Regions from separate parts of the Rattus norvegicus genome. Here all the other regions are linked to region 3. Evidence: chromatin contacts called from public Hi-C data. All regions are on one chromosome and are shown on one strand. The core of a region is the stretch at or near the end of the contact, and the rest is flanking DNA. Distances in the headings are between cores, read along the strand shown.

The links. Hi-C and Micro-C count contacts between places; a contact is called where the count stands out from the background.
Region 1: a contact with region 3 is called in a Hi-C map of Schwann cells, with 4 times the contacts expected there. The contact joins the promoter of Ntn5 here to the promoter of Bax in region 3. A contact is called at or near these places in 7 of 12 Hi-C or Micro-C datasets (the A7r5 cell line, the Rat2 cell line, Schwann cells and 4 more).
Region 2: a contact with region 3 is called in a Hi-C map of liver, with 2.3 times the contacts expected there. The contact joins the promoter of Dbp here to the promoter of Bax in region 3. A contact is called at or near these places in 2 of 12 Hi-C or Micro-C datasets (frontal cortex and liver) and 1 of 1 datasets of contacts at active chromatin or transcription factors (oligodendrocytes).

Annotation. Positions count from the first base shown.
Region 1 is chr1:105,292,040-105,295,643 of GRCr8, forward strand. It overlaps Ntn5 (netrin 5), which reads left to right and starts at 1,369. Exons shown (of 7, transcript NM_001415884.1): 1 at 1,369-1,490; 2 at 3,075-3,604. The coding sequence starts at 1,457. It also overlaps a transcript of Sec1 not described here.
Region 2 is chr1:105,310,508-105,314,142 of GRCr8, forward strand. It overlaps Dbp (D-box binding PAR bZIP transcription factor), which reads left to right and starts at 1,749. Exons shown (of 4, transcript NM_012543.3): 1 at 1,749-2,288; 2 at 3,131-3,541. The coding sequence starts at 2,150. It overlaps Car11 (carbonic anhydrase 11), which reads left to right. Exons shown (of 9, transcript NM_175708.3): 7 at 1-151; 8 at 233-398; 9 at 1,016-1,144. The coding sequence ends at 1,041.
Region 3 is chr1:105,080,577-105,084,426 of GRCr8, forward strand. Bax (BCL2 associated X, apoptosis regulator) reads right to left here and starts at 1,302. Exons shown (of 6, transcript NM_017059.2): 1 at 1,180-1,302; 2 at 682-733; 3 at 442-588. The coding sequence starts at 1,213.

The DNA of each region.
Region 1 (3,604 bases), core at 119-2,618, 210 kb after region 3:
GCTCTCCTGAAGTCAGGTCCTGTAAGGGTTAAGGTCTCGATACTTGGGGAACACATACCACCTCTGAATTGAGGACAAGCCATTCCCTGGACGGGCTTGGCAGTCCCACAGTGGATGCCTTCTGGGGGTAGTTCAGACGCCCAAAACAAAGTAAGGAAGAGAGGTCCCTCGGAAACAATTTAGGGACTTATGATGCTGGGCAGGCAGTGTCCTACAACAGACCCAGACCCTCTCTGGGTGTCCCAGCAGCCACCCTTCCAAAGCCCACCTGTCCCTGCTCCATAGCAAGTCACTCCCAACCAGCTACAGAACAGACCAGCTTCCCGCCTCTGTCTGACAGTAGCCTGATGGTGCTGAGGCTAGAGCAGAGACCTGGGAAGACTTGCTGGATCCACGAACCCCATGTGTCACCCTAATGCTCACACAGCCCTTGCTGGGACATGGTTCTCCGATGTGAGGTCTGCTGGCCTGAACCTTCTCTTAAAGCTTACTCCTCCTGCCTCCATGGGTCTTGTAGCTCTCATTCGTCTCTGTCCTTGCTCCTCTAAGATCCTAGCCTCGAGGATCACCTGGCAGTCTAGAGGGATCTCTTATTCCCAGGGCAACAAGGTCCTTGAGTCTTGTCCTGGGCCAGTTCTACACACTGGCAAGATGGTAGCTATGAATGGGACGGGTGCTCAAGAACAAACCCCACATACTCTTGCCTTGCTCAGAGGGAAGCCACAACACTCAGATGTTCAGAATACAACAGTTGGGTAAGTGTTTCAGGCTAAAAGCCTTGGGGCCTTAACTACCAATCACTGGTAGGCGGAGGGGGTGGGGGAAGCTGCCTTTGGCCTTGGCTACCTTCTTTTCCTCCCCAAGTTCAACCAGGCTTTAAGTATTCTCCGTTGCCCTCCTTGCAGACAGCACTGGCCTCTGGTTTCCCCTGCAGCTGGTCGGGAGGCTTGGAATTTTAGAGCTTGAAAGCAACTGACCTTAACACTGAATTAACACACTCACTCGTGGCAGGAGCTTGCAAGGATGGGGAGGGGCTGGCTGGCTTGGGGTCAGCCAGAAGCAGGGGCTGGCAAGCTAAATTCTTAAGGTAAGAGGAAGTGGAGCAAGTGGGAACAGGCTGGGCCCCCCATCCCAGGAACCCCAGCGGCAGCTGTCCCCCTACCTGCTTGGATCCTTCTAGGCCAGTTTGTCCGGGACCACCAGGCTGCAAGCCTGCTGGGGGCGACAGTGCTCCTGTCCCACGCAGTCTCGGGTGGCATGGCTGGCAGGGGCCTCTGTGGGAAGGCATGGCTGCTGCTGGCTAGGGTTTGGGGCGGGCAGGCGGGAGGTAGTGTGGGATTCTGCGGGCTCTGTTTTCAGCTCCCGCCCAGAACCCCCACTGGCCTGGGCCTGAGGACAGCCACTCTCATTCCTCCTGATTGCCTACCAAGTGCTGCGGCTACAGAAGAGGGTGGGGATGGCAGACTACAGGACACTCTTCTCGCCTTCAGGCAGGTTTGACCAATGGCTGGGCCCTAACAGCCAGGTAGGAGGTGCATGCCGACTCGGGGCAGGCAGGGGAGTCCCTTATGCCCCCACTGGCCCAGCAAGGCTATGAGCTACCGACTTTGGCTGGGCCTGCTGCTGAGATGTAGGAAGGCTGTAGGCCCAAATGGGCAGGGGCCAGTTCCCGCCGGCCCCCCAAGGGCACAGAGAACTTACAGCCTGGTGCTTCACAGTGTTTAGAGCCGGAAGGTGGGACCTTGAAATTACCTAAGCAAGAAATGTGTTTACAGGAATGGCTGGGGCTGGGGCTGGGGCTGGAGGTGGGGGGTTCGTTAATGCTACGTTATGGGTGCATAATGGCTCCAGACTCCTGGGGGCAGGGACCGGGGTCCATGAATTGGGCGAGACAGGCACCCTGTATGGGAAATGTGAGTGGAGCACAGGGCTGTGAGATTCAGAGCTAAGGGCACATGCAGGGGGCTCAGGAGGTCCCAAAATCCCAGTGCTATGAAGGGGAAGTTGAGAACCTTAGTCCTGTGGCTTCTAACACTCCCTAGGCTCTGGATTTCTGGTTTCTAAGTGTTTTGGCATTGGGCACACACCTTATGTCACCTCCTGCTTTCTTTCTTTCCTCTCATATTATCTATACCCCAGCATCAGCTCCCCCATCTGCTCCGGGGGCCTATAGGGATTTGGATCTAGGTCTGAGATTTGGGGTGGCAAGTGGGGCCACCTCCCAGCAAGTCCCAGAAATGCAAGTGCAGGGTCCCAACACCCTGAGCGGGAAAGGCAGGCCAGGCTCTGCCTTCCCAGTACCTGAGGGGTCTGCTCTTCAACTCCAAGGCATTGTTCGTTTCCAGCTCCCTCACCACGACCTTCCCTCAGCTCTGTTTTCTGGCTATACGCCTGGAGGGGAAAGGGTTAAGGATGGAGGGTTGGGGTAGGTGGCAGAGAGTCCACACTTTTGGCAATAATCCCCCTCCGTGCCCCGGGTGTGGAGAACAGGGTTAGAGCCCCATGTGGGAAAGGTTTCCACTCTGACCCACGTGGGCAAAGGCTGTTGCTTCCTGTCTAGTCCTTGGGTGTCATGAGTGTCTCTGAGCCTACCTGCTCTTCCCTCCAAGCCCCTGAAGCTCCTAGCTTCATGCCATCCATCCCAGACATCCTCCACCCTCCCTAGCCCTCTGGCTCCCCCCCCCCCACCTCCGTTGGTCTCTGTTCCTCTTCTGTTTCTTCCCTCGGCCAGGCTCCTCGATCTCCTCCTTGACTTGCTCTCCTAGGCTTTCACATCTGTTGGCCCTGCTGGCTCCTCATCTACCCTCACCCTCTCCCTGGGGCCTCTACCCCTCGACACTGATGGATAACTTTGGGGTGTTAAGCTCTGGATTAGTTCAGGCAAAATTCTCGATTTTGCCTGCGTTCTTTCCCTGTGGGTTATGTAAACAGTAATTCTCCCCAGATGGAACTATTTTCCTCGCTTCAGGGCAGCTGGGGAGGGGGCTCAGGAAGGACTGGGAGGAATGCAGGGTCCACAAGGATCCTCAGCAGGGTGGAGACCGACTGATCCCATCTGCCACCTCTGTCTACAGGTACCGGCTCTGCTGTGACCGTGCTCGTTGCCCTCAGCCTCTTGCTCCTCCTTAGCCAGGCCACCTCAGACCCATGTTATGACCCAGGAGGGCGTCCTCGCTTTTGCCTCCCACCAGTGACCCAGTTGGTTGGCAAGGCAGCAGCCCCCTGCTCTCAGACCTGTGCTCTTCCTGCAGACAGCCCTGACCCTGTCTGCAATGGCACTCTGACCCTGGACCTGGACGGCTCCTTCCTCTTGACGTCTGTCACCCTGCGTTTCTGCACCGCAGGACCTCCAGCCCTGGTTCTTTCTGCTGCCTGGGCCATTGGAGGCCCCTGGAGGCCACTATGGCGCAGGCCTGCCTGGCCTGGGGTTTTGGGGGGTCCCAAGAAGGTAACCTTTCACTCCCCACCAGGCCCCAAGACCAGGATAGTGGCCAGCTACCTCCGTGTGGAGCTCGGGGGGAAAGCAGGGCTGGTGACCACTGGAGTAAGAGGCCGCTGCCAGTGCCATGGCCACGCTGCCCGCTGTGCCGCTCGGGCCCAGCCC
Region 2 (3,635 bases), core at 499-2,998, 230 kb after region 3:
TGCCTACTTTCTTCAAGACCTGAGCCTGGAGCTCCTGTTCCCGGAATCCTTTGGCTTCATCACCTATCAGGGATCTCTCAGCACTCCTCCCTGCTCTGAGACTGTCACCTGGATCCTCATCGACAGGGCTCTCAATATTACCTCCCTCCAGGTGACTGACCTCCAGGTGTGCATGCTACCCCTAGCCTGAGCACCGTCCCTTTCCACTCACCGGTGGTTTCTCTTGAGGCAGATGCACTCCCTGAGACTCCTGAGCCAGAATCCCCCCTCCCAGATCTTCCAGAGCCTCAGTGGTAATGGCCGGCCCTTGCAGCCCCTGGCCCACAGAGCCTTGAGGGGCAACAGGGACCCCCGGCACCCCGAGAGGCGCTGCCGAGGCCCCAACTACCGCCTGCATGGTATGCTTCGTGTGTACCCCCCTTCTCCATGTCTTGACAGTCTGCACTCATTCCCAGTTGTGTCTCAGTGTGACATGCCCCTCGTACTTTCTCACCTCTCAGTATGAAACAGTAGTGCAGCCCACCCCTCTTCGCAGCTTAGTGCTAAGGCCTGACACCCTCTGATTTCCTTGTGGTACAATTACATACTGGTCCATGCCCTCTGCAATATTGTCACTTTCCAAGATGGTACGGTCCAAGTCACCTGCTTACAAATGGTATGACCCTACTTAAGGGCTATAGTCTTGACAACTATCCCCTTTCTGAGAATCAGTGTGGTACAATCCCTCTGTCTTCCTGAAGGTGGTTGTGCCCTGGGGAAATCTGTTGGCCTCTTGTCTGGTTTCTCAACATGGTACGGCTCAAATGACCATATCCCCTTCCTGTATTACTACCCTTATGCAAACCAGCCTAATCTGCACGTCCCACGTGGCCTTCTTCCCTCTCTATATGGTCCGGTCCAGGAGCTGACCATTTTCACCAACTTGGTATATTCCATTCCCCCTTAGCAGCCTGACTGTAGTACAGCCCTATGCGCTCAACTCCCACACCCCTCAAGCCGGTGCTTTCTTTTGCAGTGGATGGTGGTCCTCATGGTCGCTGAGACTCCCCAACGAGGATTACGCCCGCCTGTTCTGAGTTTCCTCACCAGGGGAGGGGAATTCACCCCAAAACAAAGCTATTAAAGGGACTGAATGTTTCCAGTTTCTCGGTGGTTTGATTATCAGCTGCGATTGAGAAATATCTAGATATTAAAAAATAATCCTTCCCGAAGCCCAGGTCTTTCTGCCTTAACCTGCTCTAATTGGTGTTAAGCTTTTTTCCTCAAACAATGAGTCTGTGAACACGCGGCTCCTTTAAGGGGCACCCCTCTTGCCCAACACCCGCATCCGGTAGCACGCGCAGAGCCATGTGCTTCCCCCTTCTTCCTGTCTCATTGGCTCGAAGTGGGTCACGGTCCCGCCTCCAGCGCCTCATCCCATTGGCCATATGTAGGTCAGTGTCCCGCCTTCTTCCAAAGGCGAGGCAATTCCACAAGTTCAGCCCCTCACGCGCCTCCAGGGCCTTGGCAGATCCCTTAATTTCATTGGCTGAGCGTCTCAAGGGCTCGAGAAACGATTGGCTTTTGCTAGCAGCCGGAGGGAGGCACGCGGCTGGGGTGCATGGCCCAAGAGAAGGGAGGGGGCCCGGAGGAGGGGCGCGCGCTCTGGCGTCGGGTGTTTTGGTTTGGATTTTTTTTTTTTCCGCGAAAGAAGTTTGCTTTGGCCACGCCTCAAGGCTGCCGCCTCCTCCTGCCCCCTCCTCCGTCCCTGGGTGCACACCTCTGGGTGCAGATTGCAAAGCTCCTTTCTTTGCGAGAAGTGCAAAATTGGCTAGAGCCAGAGTCTCGCCCACCTGGTACAGAAGGAGCGCGCGCCTGTGTCCCTTGGGGACCCACAGTTGCAAAGAGACAGCTGCTTGATTTGGTCACCCACTCGCCCAGACTATAGGAGCCTCCCGGGACACTCTTGAGTTGCACCTTTCTGCAGAGCAGACTGTTTGAGCCCCCGCAGTGCTCGTAGGATTTGAAGCGTTCTGATACTGGAGGCTTGCTCGCCGCGCTCGCCCGACTCTGGGACACATTCGTCCGAGCCACAGGAGTGTGCGGGTGACTGACATATCATCTCTTCGACTCTCCATGAGCTCATGAACCTGGGAGCAGGTGCCCGGAAATGGCGCGGCCTCTGAGCGACAGGACCCCGGGCCCCCTGCTGCTGGGTGGCCCGGCTGGGGCCCCCCCTGGCGGGGGAGCGCTGCTTGGGCTGAGGAGCCTTCTGCAGGGAAACAGCAAGCCCAAAGAACCGGCCAGCTGTGAGTTCTAGTCCCACTGTGTTAGAGACTCTACTGTTGGGGTGGTGGTATACGGCACCTATCAGCTAGGTGTCCCATCTTTGCTAGTCTTTATTTGGTCACTTAGATCTTCCAGTCCCTCAGGGTCCAGGACCAAATATGACGCTTGGAGGGCCTAAGAGTCAAGTCCCGGAGTGTTCCTCCATGAGGACAGAGTTTAGGTGCCAGACCCCTCTTTCTTCCCTTTGGCCTCCGAATCTGGACCCCTGGAGTCCTAGGGGAAGGGAGGGGGTGTGTCGGATGCTCACACGGTGCAGACACGGGCTTGGGCGGGGCCTCACAGGGTCACATGGAAAGTAAGGGTGAGGAATGTGCCTGAGCAATGGAGCCCCTTCCAGCGCTAACAGATTGTGGGGGAGGGGATGAGGATACTGGGGGTGGGGGAATTACTGAGCTGTCACTTTTTTTCTCTCTCACCTGCCCAACCTTTCACCCACCTTGTCACTAAACCCTTCTTTCTAAACTTCCATCCTCGCTCTCTGGGTCGCTTTCTTGTATCCCTTAATCCCCTCCCGGGTCTCTAACCCTATCCTTCTGTATACTTTTGTATTTTACCCCTCTCTGGGTCCCCGTCTTCCTGACCGTCTCTATTGCTGGGGCCTTCTTCCTCTTCTCTCTCTGGGTCTCCCCAAGCCCCATCTTCATCCCTGTCTTCTTTTTCTGTGTTTTCTCCCTGCCTGTACCCGCCTCCCTGGGTCTTTACCCTACGTCTCCCGTCTCACTTCTCTGTATCTCCGCCATATCTCTGACTTGGGGTCCCTCCTGTGTCCCTCCACCCCATCCGGTCTCTCCCTGGCCTACAGGTCTCCTGAAGGAAAAGGAGCGCAAGGCAACTCTGCCCTCAGCCCCCGTCCCGGGACCCGTCCTGGAAACGGCGGGCCCAGCGGATGCCCCAACTGGGGCGGTTAGTGGCGGTGGGTCCCCTCGGGGGCGCTCAGGGCCTGTGGCTGGCCCGAGTCTTTTTGCGCCGCTGCTGTGGGAACGCACTTTGCCTTTCGGGGACGTGGAATACGTGGACCTGGACGCCTTCTTGCTGGAGCACGGGCTACCGCCGAGCCCGCCGCCCCCCGGGGGCCTGTCGCCGGCACCCTCTCCAGCGCGCACTCCCGCGCCCTCCCCCGGGCCCGGCTCTTGCAGCTCCTCTTCCCCCCGCTCCTCGCCCGGGCACGCCCCCGCGCGGGCCACTCTGGGAGCCGCCGGCGGCCACCGCGCAGGTGCGGCGAAGGGGCGGGGCTGGCGGGCAGGGAGGGGCCTCGCGACACTTTTGGAAGTCTGCCCAATGAGATGCTGCGATCCTTTAGGGGACTT
Region 3 (3,850 bases), core at 52-2,551:
GCTCAGTGGTAGAGCACCTGCAGGCACCAGCGAGGGGCTGGAGACATGGCTTTATGGTACAGTATTTTGCACAGCATCTACTAGTGAGTGGCTCAAAGGTAGAGCTTCACCTAGCCGTCCCCAGTGAGGGGCTGTGAGCACAGCTTGGAGGTATGGCTGAACTGCAGAGCACCTGCCGAACATCCACCAGCAAGAGGCCGAAGGCACGGCTCAGAAGACAAAACTTTCTTAACACCACTAAGCACGGGGCTAGGAGTGCAGCTCAAGGGTAAAGGGCTGGCCTACCATGTAAACAGGCCCTGGGTTCTATTCCCAGCACAGACTATCTGAGTTGAGTGGAGGACACCTAGTCCCTTGGGAGGACAAGAGTGCTAGCCCAGTGCCTGAGTTCTTGAGGTGACAGGAAACCCCTGGATGTACCCCAGGTCCCAGGAACCACACCTCTGCAGCTCCATGTTGTTGTCCAGTTCATCGCCAATTCGCCTGAGACACTCGCTCAGCTTCTTGGTGGATGCGTCCTGGGGCGGCTGCTCCAAGGTCAGCTCAGGTGTCTCCCCAGCCATCCTCTCTGCTCGATCCTGGATGAAACTAGATGTGAATGGACACGGGGATAGGAGCACAAAGTGAGAACCAAGTGTTGTTCCTGAAGCCCATCCCACCACAATAGGGCCTCACACTCACCCCTGTAGCAAAAAGGCCCCTGTCTTCATGATCTGTTCAGAGCTGGTGGGCCCTGGTGGAGAGAGGAGGAAAGGGGTGCCTGGACTCCTGGGTCCCAGGGAGAGTCAGGGGGCTGAGTAGGCTCATAACCCTGAGGGGAGACAGAGCTGGGGACCCTAGTAGTGACAAGTAGGGCTACTGCTTCTGATGGACAGGGGGCGGGACCCAACCTGCATCCCAGCTCCTCTGCTAACCCAGACTGCGGAATCCCTAAAGCAAACAGACCCCCAGCTGGGGGGATGGCGCTGGCCTTCCGATCCATCCCAGGCCACCAGCAGGAAGTGGCGCCAGCGACAAGCCCGGGCCTGCCCGGGGGCGCGCACGCGGATGTCCGCTCACAGGGTGCGGATGCGCCGGTCGGAATGGATCCGCGCGCCCCAGCCAGCCCCCGCCCGAGCCCACAGCCGGAGGGGTCCTGGGGTCCTTGGACCCGGCCTAGTTCTCCGCCTCCCGCCTCACCGCCGCCTCCGAGATGATCCCCGGACCCGTCCATCACTGCCGCTGCCTCTCGCCGGGTGCGCCCCGGCGGCTGCGGCGCGCCCCGGTCACGTGACTCCCCGCAGACGTGCGGCCCTCACGTGGGTGCCCCGCAACATGGCCTCCGCCCCGCAGAACTAGTCACGTGATCGTCGCGCGCTTTCGGGGCGGGGCCTCTGCCATTAAATTCACGCATGCGCGGCGCTACCCGAACCTGGACTGGTTCCCAGGGTTGGTTTTTTGTTTTTGTTTTTGTTTTTGTTTTCTATTATTTCTCCTTCATTAGATTCATGGTAGAGAGTACTAAGGAGGTTAGAGCAGAATTGCCGCAAGTTCAAAGCCTGCCTAGGATATGCTTCTCATCCCAGCATTGGGAGACTGAGGCAGGACGGAATATTGCCTGCCACAAACTCAAAGCCAGCCAGGACTGTAGCGAGATTGCCCCAATCTGGAAAAAAAACATAACAAAACAAAACACTTGACCAGAGTGATGGTCCATAGGTCTGATAGAGTGAAGCAAGAAGATTGCTAAGGAGTTTGAGGCAAGCCTGGATTGCATAGTTTGAGTCCAAGCTGCACTACTAAGAAACTATTTCAAAAAACAAAAACAGGCTGTGTGTGGTGGCTCCAATGTCTTTTAATACCAGCCTTCAGAGCTACAAACAAGCAGATGTCTCTGAAATTAAGATCAACCCAGGCTATTTAGCATTCCTTCTAGTCTCCCCCACACACACACAGTTACCTGGCAACAGACAAGTATGCCTGACCTACTATAAAAGGGGCTATCTGCCCTGTCCAAGCTCTCATACTCTCTTATCCTCTTACTTTCTGCCCCTTCTTCCCCGCACCCCTCCAGCCCATTCCATGAGTTCCTGGCCATCTCCTCTCCCCTCCTTTTCTCTCCCCTTCCCCCCTCCTCCCTTCCCAACTCCACTTCCCATGCCCTAAATAAACTCTATTCCATACTACATTTGGCACTACGTGGTACTACATCTGGCACTACATACTACATGGCTGGTACTTCAGGGGGATTCAGTATGGGCCTGCCGGGGCACCCCTCCCACCTCACCATACCATGTTCTACCAAAACATATCCTGCCTCTATTTCTTTTTTATAAAACACAACAAGTCTACATAGCAAGAGACAGGTCAATTACACTAGATACTGAGACCATCACTCAAAGCATAAAACAAAGAGGAAGATGAGAGGAGCAAGGAGACCCTGGTATTGTGGCCCATACCTGTAATCCCGGAACATGGAAGCCCTATGAAGCCAGCATAGGATACCAAGAGAGACCTTTAGCCTCAAGAAAAGGAGGAGGAGGAGGAGGAGAAGAGTCGGGTGGTAGTTGTGTACACTTTTAATCCCAGCTCTCAGGATGCAGGAAGGTAGATCTCTGAGTTTAAGGGCAATCTGGACTACAAAGCCAGATCCACGACAGCCATGGCTACTTAGAGAAACCCTGTCTCAAAGGAAGGAAGGAAGGAAGGAAGGAAGGAAGGAAGGAAGGAAGGAAGGAAGGAAGGAAGGAAGGAAAAAAGAATAGGAAGAGAAGGAGGAGGAGAAAAGAAGAAGAGAAGAAAGAGGGACAATGTGAAGTAGCAGCAGGTCAGGACAGATTCTGGAATATTCTAGTAGGAGTCTATGAGTCTTCTGAGGGTGGCTGAGACCTAAGACCGGGGGAAGTGTTGAGCAGGGAAGAGTAGAGTTTCTGGGAGTCAGAAAGTCTCTTGGCTTGAGTCCTCTGTTGAAAAGCCCTGAAAGCACCCTGAGTGTTTGTTTGTTATTTGAAATAGCTTCTCTGTGTAGCCCTGGCTCTCCTGGATCTCAGTCTGTAGACCAAGCTGGCCTGGAACATAGAGATCTGCCATCTGCTGCCTCTGCTCCTGTGCAGGGAGTAAAGGTGTGTGCCACCGAGGGCAGCTCTTCTTTCTGTCTTTAACTATTTGTATCTTTTTTTTTTTTTAACTATTTGTATTTTTTTTTCCGAAGCTGAGGACCGAACCCTGGGCCTTGTGCTTGGTAGGCAAGCGCTCTACCACTGAGCTAAATCCCCAACCCCTTTTCTTTTTGTTTTTAAGCGTTGGGTTTTATCATGGTTCACATCACTGTAATGAATTTCATGTGCAGTGTTTTAGCTCATTGTTGGTGGCTCTCACTTACCTTGACTTCCCAAGAAGACTGTACTTGCTTGTTCTCATTCCCTAGAAACTAGCACGCTGCCTGACACATGGTTGTCTCCAAATGTATCATTCAGCCTGGCTGAGTGTCAGAAGGGGACAGTGACTGCCTCTGAGACTCAAGTCTCAGAAGCCATGTCTGTCCCTGGGCCTGAGAGGTGTTTCACATGAAAATTGAAGTAAAAAGAAAAGTTGGGATTTGCTTCCCCTTGGGTTCACATACTGGAGAAGGTAAGTAGGTCCCCAGTGTCACGTGAAGAGGCTATGGGAAGAGGAGTGTCTACAAACGAGAGAAGGTCTCATGGAACCCTGTTGGGCTCTCTGCATCCGGAGTGCTATGATTAAAGGCATGCACCACTTTGCCCAGTGATGAAACTTTCTGTTTCTATTTTTTCTTTTCTTTTCTTTTTTTTTTTTTTTTTTTTTTGGTTCTTTTTTTCGGAGCTGGGGACCGAACCCAGGGCCTTGCGCT